Linked DNA regions of Pan troglodytes: regions 1 and 2 are each linked to region 3. The links are chromatin contacts, called in public Hi-C and capture Hi-C maps. All regions are on one chromosome and are shown on one strand. The core of a region is the stretch at or near the end of the contact, and the rest is flanking DNA. Distances in the headings are between cores, read along the strand shown.

Region 1 (4,401 bases), core at 718-3,217, 160 kb after region 3:
TTCTTATGGGCAGATAAGATTTTAAGTGCTTCAAAGTGTTTCAGTTGGAGGCGCTTGCTTAGGCATCCCAAGGGAAGAACTGAGATTACATTTCTCCCCCAAACTAGGGGTGTTTGATTCAGTAGCAGCGCAGGGTGTTATTCCCAAAGTACCACTAATGATGCAATCATCAGTCCATCCACACATCGCCTACCTATCATCCATTCCATAAGCCAACATTTTTGAATGCTCACCATGTGTCAGGTCCCATACAGTGTTTCTGAGTTGCAACAATGAGTAAAACTGTCCTTACTAGTGTATGTCAGTGAGTTGGGAATGGGGGAGAAAGATGAAACAAAAATAGTAACTTTAATTTTTATAGCTGAGAGATGAATATTTGAGGGCTCCTTATATGATTTCTTCAGCTTTTTGTATGTTTAATAATTTCCCTAATAAAGTTAGATAATAAAAAAAAACCCTTTCGGCCGGGGGCGGTGGCTCACGCCTGTAATCCCAGCACTTTGGGAGGCCGAGGTGGGCGGATCACGAGGTCAGGAGATCGAGACCATCCTAGCTAACACTGTGAAACCCCGTCTCTACTAAAAAAAAGAAATACAAAAAAATTAGCCGGGCGTGGTGGCGGGCGCCTGTAGTCCCAGCTACGCGGGAGGCTGAGGCAGGAGAATGGCGTGAACCCAGGAGGCGGAGCTTGCAGTGAGCCGAGATCTCGCCACCGCACTCCAGCCTGGGCGACAGAGCGAGGCTCTGTCTCAAAAAACAACCAACCAACCAACCAAAGAAAACAACAACAACAAAAAAAACTGTCCTTTCTTTCAAACAAGGGAGCTAGATTTGATAGATGCCTGTATCACAAGGGCAAGTCCAGCCATGAAATTAATCCCAGGATATTAGTGGAAGAGAAGACCCTGGGGCAAGATGGGGAAGGTGGTCAGGAAATGCCCTCCAGTGAAGTTAGGTAAATGCTCTCTAGAAGTAATTGTTCAGATTAAGGAAGCCAAAAGCTAAACACCTGACTCAGCCTCAAACTGGGTTTGGAGGTGCTCACAGGTCAGGCTCAGGAGTGAGGAACTAGCCTCTACCACATTACCTTCACTTTATTTATCTCCTTCTTCCCCCTTTGCTTAAATGTCAACGAACATCAAAGTTGATGTTCAGATTCAACCAGCATTTCCAGAGCACCTACTATGTATCAAAGGCTTCCGGTTAGAATCTGCCTTTACCACCTTACAGAGAGGGAAGGCCGAGAATGCCTCAAGCCGTGGAGAACGTGAGTCCATTAGGCAAGGACAGGTTAGGAACCCAGTCCCTCCAAGTCCAAGTCAGGGAAAACAGGTCAGAAACTTAGAATCAGTTGTGGGTTCAAATTCCGACTAGTTTCGTGGCTTTCGGCAAGTGAGTGGTCCTCTCTGAGCTGGCTCAATTTCTCCATCCATAAAAAGGGTACAGTAAGACCGTGGAAGCTTGTAAGGACCAGAGATTCTGACTATCAAGATCCTGGCACGTAGCAAATGCTCCATAAATGGCAGCCATCATTCTTGGCCAAGTGCGGGCGCATTCTCCCGGGCACGCCTCCCGCGGGGTCCCTCAGGACAGGCCGAGCCCGCCTCCGCGGCTCCGGTCTCGCAGAGCTCGCGCCAGGTGGCCCAGCATCTTGGTGCCCGCGCCCCGAAGCGAGGAGCGAGGGCGGGTTGGATGACCAAGGTCTGCCCTGGAGGATCACCCTCCCCGCCCCTTCCACGCTCCCGGCGCAGGTGAGGTTTTCGGCCCAGGCCACGGGGACCGCGACCTCTGGGGAGGTCGAGGCGGAGGGTGCAGCGGGGGGCTTGGAGCAGGGCTCCAGAGGGCGCTCCCTCCCTCGCCCAGGTTCACTCCAGGGGCAGCCTCGGCGCCGGGGCCCGCGGGCTGCGCGTTCTGCGGCTGCGAAAACCCGGAGAGGCGGATTGGAGCGCGCTCACCGCGCTCTCAGCCAACTCCTCCGCGGTCCGGCCGCCGAGCTGGGCATGCTCAGTGCGGACGCCGCGCCGCCGTCCGCCAACTCGGAAGCTCGCGCTCCCGGGCCGTGGGGGCGAGAACGCCGGCGGCGAGCCGGCGTCGCTCGCCGCCCCCAGACAGTGGCAAACTTCGCGGCGTTCCCGGAGCTCGTCCGGGCGAGGCAGATACCGCACAAATAAAATCAAATCCAATTCCCCCATCCCAACCCGAATGATGGAGGCTGCGGCGGCCGGAGTGACCCCGCCGCCGCCAGCCCCAGCCCGCTAGCCGCGGACCAACAGGTAAAGTGTTGGGGGTTGGGGGCGGAAGGGAAGAGGAGCTGGGGCCGGGGGGAGGCGGCGGGCTGGAGGAGCCCGAGACGCCTGCGGGCTGGCTGCCCCCGTCGGCGCTCACAGCCATCGCTCCTCACCCCCTTCCCCAGCCCCTGGAGGGACTGTAAAGGGTTAAGTCGGCCCCACGCCACCGTGAGCACGGCCCCCTCCAGCCGCCGCGACCGCCAGCAGCGCGCCTCGGCGCCTGCCCGGAGCCGCCGAGGGGACCGTAGCTGCGGATGCGCCACTGGAACCTGGCGGGCGTCTAGGAGGCACCGGCCGCTTCCCACCGGCCGCATCCCTGCGTCTCGCGCCCCCTCCAGACCTGCCTCTGCCTGCACTGGCCCGGTCCGCGTCCAGGTGGCGGGGTCTGCGGGGCGCGTGGCGGCGGGGGAAGGGTCCCTGCCGGGGAAGAGAGGCGGGGGCGGTCCGCTCCACAGCTTCTTCCCGGGAGGGGTGGGCCACCCTCGCCTTGGGCGAGCACTTCAGCCACCAGCCTAGGCGCCAAGAAAAGTTTTTTTTTTTTTTCCAGTGCCCCACCCCCACCCCCATCCTGCGCCCAGCTGGGGTGGGTTTGGGTCCATTGGTGAAAAAAGTCACACGTTCCCATCAGCTGCTCCTCCCCCTGGAGACAAGGTAGGGGGGAGCAGAGGAGGCAAGCGCCGCGGAGGACCCTGGCCGACCTCTAGCCCCTCCGCCGCCGCCACCGGAGCGGTGCGTCCCGGGGCTCGAGCGCAGCCGAGTACCCGCCGAAGGCTGTCCCCATCAGTGCGTGTCTGCTGCCGGGCAGCGGCAGCATCCAACCTGCTTTATTCCTCCTGCCTGCAGCGCCACAGCGAGCGAGCGAGCGAGGAGGGGGAGAGAGGGAGTCTGTCTGCAAAGTGCTGCTCCCTGGTGCTCAGAGGCGGCTGCTCCAGCTCCAACTCTCATTCATTTCGCCGGTTAACATGAGAGATCATGGCCGCCTTCGGGCTTCTCAGCTATGAGCAGAGACCGCTGAAGCGCCCCCGGCTCGGGCCGCCCGACGTCTACCCACAGGACCCCAAGCAGAAGGAGGTAAGGGCGCCGGCGGCCTCCCCGGCAACCGGGGCCGCGCTCTGCAGCACTGACCCGGGGCCAAGTTGGCCCAGCGGGCATCGCCGGCGCTGCGGGGGAAGAGGTCGGGGAGGGGGATTAGAGGCGGGGGCCAGGCTGGGGGTGCTGGGCGACCCCCCGGCGGCGGAGACCGAGAGGCTGTCAGTCCCCGCGCTCCACTGGGGCGCTCGCTTTCCCTGTGCCGGTCGCTTTCCCGTTGCCGGGCCTTGCACGGCGCCGCCGGGCGCTTCTCGGGCTTCTTCCCTGCCGAAACCTTGCTCGCTCTCACCCGTTTCTGCCTGCTTTATTTTTCTTCTTGCCGCTTCGGTAAATCGTCGTAAACTTTTTGAAAAATGTTGGAATGCAGTGCATCCTACACTGAGGTCTTGCGTTTTGCGTTTGCTGGCCAGGGACGAAGGTGGGGGGGAAGCTTTTCAAATTTTCCAGTTTGGAATGGAAGTCGTTTTTTATCGAAGTGATAAATACTTAGCTCTCTGAATATACCTCTGTAACCCTTCTGCCCTTTAAAAATTAAAATTAAGGAGAAACACTGATTTTCGTCTCTAGAGGCAATGGGCTTAATTGCTAGAGGCTGTTTTGTATACGTAAAAGCAGGCGAGTTACCTTGGGAGGGAATAGTTCCCAGGATTGCTTATTTCTTTGAATGAGATTAATTGGAGACACCTTGACTCTTGCACCAGCTACATTAGCTTCAATGGCTAGGGTAACCATGGCATTTTGTAGCTGTGTATCTGTTTGTCAGGAGTTAACAAGTAATTATGTAACAAGTCTCTAGTTATAATGATCACCTTTGGCTACACCATTTGCCCAGGGACTTGCCTTTTTTTTTTTTTTTTTGATCACCTGCTACCCAGCAGTGCTTTCTGAGTTTGCCAGCTGCAGTCCACCCATCTTCTGTTCAGCTAAAAACGAACTGACCACATTTCAAAACTTACCTTTCTGAGAATCTAAAAACCCTCCATTAAAAGTTTGTGGGCCCACTGATAGCACAGAAAGGGCCTTC
Region 2 (4,109 bases), core at 508-3,007, 230 kb after region 3:
TTGGCCTGCCTCTGCCTCCCAAAGTGCTAGGATTACAGGTGTGAGCTACCTCACCCGGCCTTCTGTTTTCTTTTTGTCACCTGAAACTGGGGCCTCACTCCAGACCAATTAAATTAGAAATTGATGGGTTGGGGCCTAAGGCACTGGTGTTTGTTAAAAGTTCCCGTCACCATTCTGCTGTGCACTCAGGGCTGAGAGCTGAGTTGAAAGTAGGCCCATCTGGCCACTGTCTGCTCATTGGTCCCGTTTCATTACCATTCCCTAGTCGTGAATAATTATAAACATTATTAATAATTATTAAGGAGTACAGTACTAGTCACTATGTGTTATTTTCTATTTTTAATTTTTAATTGCAGTTTTACTAATCCGCATCCACTCGACTGTCTTATGTCCCAGAGCCCTGTAGCTATCTGATTGACATAACTTTAAGTCAGTTAAATACACTTAAAGCACAGGGTTAAGAGGGCTTTATTTATGGACTCCCAAAAGGAGATCAGATTGTGGAATAGTATATTCAGCAACGTTTTAAAAAAAGATATGCATATGTTTATAGAAACATTCATGCATACTTAGAGTAGAAAAGATAGAAAGATATATATGAAAATATTTCGTGATTATAGGTGATGGCCTTACAGATGGTTTTTCTTTTCATGTCTGCAGTATAAATTTTCTATAATGAACGCGTATTTCTCCTATATTTAAAAAAATCTTAAAAAGGAGATATACCCTAGACAAAATAGGGGTGTATGAATGTGTGTGTTATTAATATTTTTAGCTCCTGAGGCTAAAATATTCAGTGGGGATATTGAGAATAGTACCATACTGACAGTGAGTTAATAGCAAGGGTTGGCATACAAAAGTTAGGATTTGGATCCTTGTTATTTTTGTTTTTGCTTATTATAGCTAAGCTAAACTTGTCTCATCTGATGGTTGGTATTTCGTTTTGTTGAACAAGTGAGTGTCATGAGACTGTTAGTCCATAACAGGACAGAAGAACATGATGACATAGATAGTTTACTGTTTTTAATGCCAATGGACTAACTTTAATATCTGTTATCGGTGCTTTCAGAAAAACTATTAAACTAGGAACAGAATGTCGACCTAGTATTTGTTCGTCTTCTCGCATTGGCTTGTTACCGAAGTTTAACAACTCCAGCGTGCATTTGAATTTGAATTTTAAATAAGACACAATTAAAATAAGTGGTTTAGATGAAAACGTAACAGTAGTTATCTCTGGGTTCTGTTAAATAATTTTAAGGGTATTTAAAAAGTAAAAACAAAGCACTCAGTGACTAGCAGATGTTTAGTTTCTACTCTTCCTTTTGTCAAAATAGAAGGTGGGAGAACCTATTGCCGAATAATGGGAAAACAGCATTGTGTGGTAATGTTTCAGTAGGGTGTTTTCTTCTGAAATGCTGTTTTGCTAATCCTTGGGGAAATTTGGCTGTGAGCATGCAATTATTACATTTTTATCCACAGAATGGGCTAAAGTTGGCATCACATCCCTCATGGTTGCCAGAGGCAACACACTGATTTAATTTGTGCCCCTGTGGCAGACATTTTTGAACAATTTCAGTGATTTTTTTCCTGTTGCTACTTTGGTTGTTTCCTTTCCAGTATCCCACTGTTTGTTGCTCCCCAGCCTCTCTGATTTCACCCTCCCTGAGTTTTGAGACACTTGGTGTTGGTTGAGGAGAGTAGAATAATTGAAGATCCAGATGATTGTCCTGAGGGAAGCCATGCGGGTGTCCCTGACACATCCTGGGGCAATGCGGGTTGGAATGCTTTCATGGTCCAGCCCGCAGTGAATGAATGTCTGTCCTCTTAAAGACTGACAAAAACAAACAAATCTTAATTAGGCATATTTGAAATTCCATGTGGAGCCTGAAAAATGGATCCTAAGAGAGCTGCTTTTGGGGGATTTTGAATTCTTTTGCTGTGGAATTTGAGATTCCTTGAGATCTCCCCTTCACGATTCTGTCCTGCTTTGCCTTTGTTTTTTTGATATACTAACTGATGTTTAACAAGGAGGATCACCAGATGGACCCAATTCGAGAGTGAACATCTCTTCTCCTAGGTTAAGAGTCACAGAAGCACAAGGGTAGAGCTGCCTGTTTCTCCAAGAGCTGGCTGCTGCCACAGGGCAGGCCACCTCACACTAGCATGCGTTCTCTAAGGGCTTTGGGTGGGTATCCTTTTCTGAGCACTGCTTGTACAGGCACAGATCATTTTTAGGGAGCAGATGTTTGTTTTATCAGTACACCCTCGAGATAATCAGAATGGGGAAGAAAACATGTAATTCTTGTACCCATTGTGTCTAGAAACTCATATTTTTCTTTTTTTAAAATGCAGAGTGGACACAGATATCTACCAGATATCTTCGAGAGCAGTTGGCCAAGATTTCTGACTTTTACCACATGGCCTCCAGCACGGGCGATGGCCCTGTCCCTGTGCCACCAGAGGTGGAGCAAGCCATGAAGCAATGGGAATACAACGAAAAGCTAGCATTTCACATGTTCCAGGTAACCTTTTGAAGACATGCAGAGTTGTGTGCAATGCTTTTAAGAAGACAGCAAATTCCTTATAGTTTGGTGCTCTGGGGTTAAATCCTATTTTACATGAACCAATACAGTCAAAGAAAGCAGTCTGACATTTCTCACATCAAATTGTATTCAGGGTGACACATCTGCCCTGGGATGACAGCTTATTATACATATTGATCTCCAGCTTTCAATCATGTTAGCTCTTTTAGTGCTATTAATTACTTCGTAATTGCACTATTAAATGTAATCCTTCTAAACCTTTTATTTTGCAAAATTGGATATATTTATTTAAAAACACCTTTGTGCTGATGCCTTCTGTGGTAGCAGACCTCCTTTAGACCTAAGTTGTTCCAGAGAAAGGTCATCTTAATTCAGCTGCAGCTGAAAATACAGAGCTGAGGGGGGAGGGGTAAGGGCGTTTAGGAATGACTGAACTCTCACCCAGACAAGCTGACGTAAATAATGTTGACCAGAAGAGGGCGCTTGGGCTCTTAATTACCTTATTCATGGTAAGGTAAGAGAGATGACTTCAGTTCAAGTCTTATTATTAGCAGAGATTTTAGTGCCTGTTATCTTGATTAAAGAGGGAGGGGACATGTGGTTTCTAAATTTTCCCTTTAGAACCTTTATTATAATTTTCATGCTCCTCTTCTAAGAGGTCAACATAGGAAAAAAATAAGGTCTTTTTGAGAAGTAATATTGTTAGTTTTTAAGTCAGTAAAAATAAATTCTAGTTCCATTTAGAAGAGGGACTACTTTAGTGCTGCCCTGAGCTTTTATGACTTTTACTGGGCTCAGAATTTAGTCTGCATCTTGGAAAAAGTATCTCTCAGCATGTTTAATGGTTCTGGAAGAATTACGTATTAGGAGTATTGAAATTAGAATTTTTTTTTTTAAGAAAGCAGTTAGGTCCTAAAGGAATGAATATAATTGAATTAGTAATGTTAAAATTTAAATGTTCATTATATTTTAATTTGCTGTATTCTGAAATGTGAAACAGACCCTAATTCATACACATGAAGACATGTATATGCAGAAACAAGGGCATGGGTATATAAACAAAGCATCTATAGGATGGACTGTTATTTATGAAGATTCTCTTTCTTTTTTTGAATCTTGAATTTACCATCTCTTATACCTTAATGGAAAATTCCATTTTGTCTCTTTTTAAAAAAAATTTTAATTAATTTTTAAATTGACAAATGAAAACTGTATATATATTTATTTAGAACTCACTTTATTGGTCTTAAAATTTTAAATTGCACTTTTTATGTGACTTTTTAACTATTTTTGACTGTAAACATTTTAAAAATTAGAAATTAGCAAGATGTCATGTCAATGTGGCCTCACTGTAAACTTTGAAATACTACAACTGTAATTTATCAGTGTAATATTTTCACATGAATCCTTGATAACCGTTGCAGTGGAACACTGGTAATACATAACAGTTGCTAGGAACAAAGTAAGATTTCATATGAACTACTAAGTTTGTTACCAGAATGACCATAAGAGTATATGTCTTTCCCAGAAAACAGTTTTTTGTTTCTATCTTTCTTTCATTCTGTG
Region 3 (4,071 bases), core at 1,376-3,875:
GCAAAAGTGTTTATTTACTCTTTAGTTATTGATGTAGACAATTCACTCTCCGGTCTTCATTTCAGTGGGTGATGGGTAATGTGACCAGAGGGCCACAAAGGACAGAGGCACAGAGAGGAGCAAGTGGAGACGGTGCAAGGTGCACTGGCATAGACTGTGCCTTGGGAGCCCTAGAGAAGCATCTCCCTGGCAGACAGCAGAAGAGCTTTCTTGGAGAATGGGGTCCTGTTTGCTAGGCTAGGCTAAATTAGGCTAAGCTACAGTCACAATCACCAAAAATCAGTGGCTTTACAGAGAAAGTTTATTTACTACTCTTGTACTCTAGTGCAGGGCAGGAGGCCTGCTCCAGTTTTGCAGCCTTCCATCTGGATCTCACAGATTCCAAGGCTGCATGCAGCACCAGAAGAAGAGAGAGCTGGAGGATTGCATGGGATGTTTTTCAGGGCCAGGCCTGAAAATGGCACAGGTCACTTCAACCAACATGTCATTGGTACAGCCACACTCACATGGCCCCAACTCCAAAGGAGACTGGGAAATGTACTTTAGCTGTTTAACTGTGCTCCAGAGAAGAGGAAACTGGTGAAGAGCACATAGAATTTCCATGGGTGAAAGGGTGACTGCAGAGGAGCAGGGCAAAGGGGGCAGCTATATGGCAGCAAATGAAAGTCTATACAGCTGATTCTCTTGGAGCTTCTGGCCTGGGATGTGCAGCAGACACCGTCCTTCCCTATATTAAGGCACACTATTCATTACACTTGGCTAAAGAGAAAGATGGCAAATTTAAGTGCAAATCAGACAGCCATGGCATCCTGGAATCCACACCTCTGGATTAGCTATGCTACACTTTTTTGCACTGGCAAAGTTCATGATAAATTGGAACCCGAGGAGAGTGCAACAACAGGGTGGCAGATGTTGTGCCCTGAAATTGCATGTTTCTGGTAGGGCACTGGCTTAAATTACTTGAGGGGCCCAAGCCTCCTCCTCTGCGAACCCACTGACAAACTATACCAGAGGAGAGAGAGAGAGAACACTGCTAGCAGGAATTCCCAAGTCTCTTACTCTTCTCTTCAATCGGGTTCGTGGCTCACGGAGGGAAAAGTGGACTTTTGCTGAATGAGGGGCGCACCAACTTGTAACTCATTCTGTCTACTGCTTTCGGAGTGGGTCAAAATCCCTCAGACCAAGATTCAAGCAAAGAAACAATCTCTTAAGACACTTGCCTTTTAACTGCACCATAGCTCACCCTCACCTCACTTCCACCCTGGGGTCTCTATAACTATTGCCTGATACTGTCCAGTAGGACTGGCAGGGGAGAGTCTGGAGATTTCTGACTTGGGTCTTTGGACTTTCCAGATAAGCTAGTAAATCCCAGCTCTGAGCTGTGACACCCATGGATGTGTCTGGTTGCCTTGGTGGGAATTTATCACTAAGTCTGTAAATCAAAATATAATTTAATTTGGTTTACATCAGTATTTACAGGAGCAAGAGGGCTTTTTCCAAGGGGGGATTTTGGCCCACAAGCAGAAACCCCAGTCCCGCCCAGTCTTTCTGTCTGCCCTTTAAATTGACCAGCATTGCTGTGTCCCTTGTCACTGATGGTGGTGACCCATCAGCCCTGAGCCGGGACCAACTGCCACGTTGATGGGGCTTGAAAATGGGCATGTCTCTAGAGCAGATACTGAGCACTGAACTAGTACAGGCCCCAGGATATGTAAATAGAAGGGATGAGGGGCAGCAAGGCCGTTAGAGAAACACGGCCGGGCTTTGGCCTGGTCTTGAAGCAGCATTTCTATTATAACAGATGCACTGTTTTAACTACACTGGATCTTATTGGAAGGGGAGAGGGTGAGGAAAATCGAGAGGGAAGTTAATCCTCCCCCCACCCCCACCCCACTTTCCACCCTCTGGAGTCTATGCCTCTGTTCTCATTCAGGTTTCTCTAGGTAAATGATTGGGACAAATATCCATTCTAGCAGCAAGCCACGCTTACCTTGGAGCTGGTGCACCCTACCGCTGCCAGAGTGCACCCTCTGTCTCCACCAGGGTTAAGAAGGGGTGGTGGTCTCCCTCTCCTAGCCTCTTGCCAGGTAAAGGGGCAAGAGGGAGAGGAGAATAATAGCACTGTCCCTTGCCTTGATTGTGTACATGTATGATACTCTGGCCTCATTGAGGGGCCCTGAATACCTGGAATGTGACATGGAAGCAGCTTCCCTGGAGGAACAGATGGGACCACAAGAGCAAAAGACCGCTGCAAACTGTAAGACGCCCAGATGTAAGGAGTGCCCCTCCTCTTCATTCTAATGCACCATCTGCATCTGTTTTCGCTTCATTCTGAAGCTTGCTCCTCTTCCGGTGAACACGTCTTGCCTTGGCTGGGTCCACCTGGACAAACCTAGGATGATGTTCATACATTCTTCTTGCCATTCTTTCTGGCAGCATCATCAGCACTGATGTTCTCACTGATGACATGAAGGTGTCTGAGACAATTAAACAGGCTCCCCACCTGGCATGGTGTTCGCCTCCCCAGGGCCAGCAGGGGGCCCCGCGACCTTGTGAGAAGGCTAGCTGCCACCTGGGGAAGGAGGGCGGGTCCCAGCAAAACGAATGTCATTCCCGGGGCCTTTGATTCCCACCGAGTGGGAGCCGCCTATGAGCGTCCTGGCCAGACCCTTCTTCTAAGGGCTCCCCATAGGCCTGGGGACTATGCGTTTCATCTGCGAGAAGAGAGGGAGACCGGTGCGCTGCTGGTGCCGGGTTGTTTCCTGCTTTATTTTGTGTGCGGTGTGCTCTGCAGGGACCTTTTGAGTGTCTGTCACAGCCCTGCTTCTCCTTTCCAGCCAGGGAACATGGTGGGTTTGCCTCTTAGTTCCTCATTAGATTTTTCAGCAGCTGCTCCAGGTTTTCTTTCTCTTTCTACGGAACAGAGAACAATTGGAGACTTGTTTTCTAAAGAAAAAAGCCTGGTGTTCGAAGGAGTTTTTCAAAACTCCAAGAAGACAGAGAGGAATCCAATAAGAGTGCAGGGGGTACCTGGCCTTGGGGACCTCCAACTAACTCCTCACGCAGGAGACGGTCCTTGTCCTCCTAGCCCACTCATTTCCAGTGCTTTTGTACTGGACCATTTCAACTAAAGACTTACAGAACTGGGCTCTAGCCTGTTACCAAAAAAAAAATCCCCTTTGTGGCTAGACTGAATTGTAGTCTTCTAGAAATTGTCCAGGTGTATTTCCTGATTTAAGGGGAAAAACCAGCATCTGGAAACTCGGTGTGTTCTGATGTCTGCTGGCGAATAGCGAATTGACACCAGAGCAAGTTATTTCACAGGTATACGGTTGTTTCATCCTTGTAAATAGTTCCAAAGGGAAACAGTGTTTTATTTTAAGGAGTACTTTCAAACCTATTATATGAGGGCTGCTGAGTACTCAGCACCTGTGGTCAGAGGCCTAGTGATCTGTTCGCTGTCATTCTCTGCTTTTTCCTTGGTGCTTTCTGGAGGACAGCAGGTTGAGGATGAAGGAAGGGTCAGTTCCAGGCTCAGCTGTGGCCTTTAGTCAGCTGCAGATCAATTTGATGGGTAATTCAGGGGAAAAAAAAGTTGACCTGGGTCATGCTTGGTGACAGCCAGACCAAGACCAAGATGACACAGTGATACCGTCATAATCCCAGATTTAATATAATTTTCATAATTGCATATTAGTACTCGAGACACTATAGCTAGAAAAACAGCCCCTAATAAGTCATTTTGCATCAAATGTACTAAGCAGAGATCATTTTTCATGATTCCTCAGTGGTCCTAACAATTATGTTCATTGAAAGTACTGTCGTGAATGTAATTGGGACTCAGGCACAGGAGGAAAAATACCCTAAGCTTGGTTTTTTCTTCTTTTCTTCTTTTAGAGTTTGCAAATTTTGACCAACAGACATGGTTAATAAGACTATGCTTTTTTAAAGCCTATATTTTATATTTATTTTATTTTTTAATTTTGTTAGTGACAGGGTCTCACTTTATTGCCCAGGCTGTAACTCGAACTCCTGAACTCAAATGATCTTCCCACCTTGGCCTCCCAAAGT

Evidence for each region. Hi-C and Micro-C count contacts between places; a contact is called where the count stands out from the background. Capture Hi-C pulls out chosen DNA fragments and counts their contacts.
Region 1: a contact with region 3 is called in a Hi-C map of stem cell-derived neural progenitor cells, with 2.6 times the contacts expected there. The contact joins the promoter of MED12L here to the enhancer-like site in region 3. A contact is called at or near these places in 1 of 7 Hi-C or Micro-C datasets (stem cell-derived neural progenitor cells) and 1 of 1 datasets of contacts at active chromatin or transcription factors (stem cell-derived excitatory neurons).
Region 2: a capture Hi-C map of stem cell-derived neural stem cells shows a contact between it and region 3, with 3 times the contacts expected there. The contact joins two enhancer-like sites. A contact is called at or near these places in 3 of 7 Hi-C or Micro-C datasets (induced pluripotent stem cells and stem cell-derived neural progenitor cells) and 1 of 1 other capture datasets (stem cell-derived neural stem cells).

Annotation. Positions count from the first base shown.
Region 1 is chr2:154,288,906-154,293,306 of NHGRI_mPanTro3-v2.0_pri, forward strand. MED12L (mediator complex subunit 12L) reads left to right here and starts at 1,968. Exons shown (of 44, transcript XM_016942163.4): 1 at 1,968-2,273; 2 at 3,132-3,359. The coding sequence starts at 3,261.
Region 2 is chr2:154,359,039-154,363,147 of NHGRI_mPanTro3-v2.0_pri, forward strand. It overlaps MED12L (mediator complex subunit 12L), which reads left to right. Exons shown (of 44, transcript XM_016942163.4): 6 at 2,353-2,522. Among named protein-coding and RNA genes, the nearest start is that of GPR171, 50 kb to the right of the region's middle. Within about 2 kb of position 1,758, at least 3 of the 24 cell types and tissues checked have an H3K27ac peak or open chromatin away from gene starts, as enhancers often do. A contact at or near this core is called in stem cell-derived neural progenitor cells and stem cell-derived neural stem cells, where this site is marked.
Region 3 is chr2:154,128,961-154,133,031 of NHGRI_mPanTro3-v2.0_pri, forward strand. CLRN1 (clarin 1) reads right to left here. Exons shown (of 3, transcript XM_001144483.5): 3 at 1-4,071. Among named protein-coding and RNA genes, the nearest start is that of MINDY4B, 20 kb to the left of the region's middle. Within about 2 kb of position 2,626, at least 2 of the 24 cell types and tissues checked have an H3K27ac peak or open chromatin away from gene starts, as enhancers often do. A contact at or near this core is called in stem cell-derived neural progenitor cells and stem cell-derived neural stem cells, where this site is marked.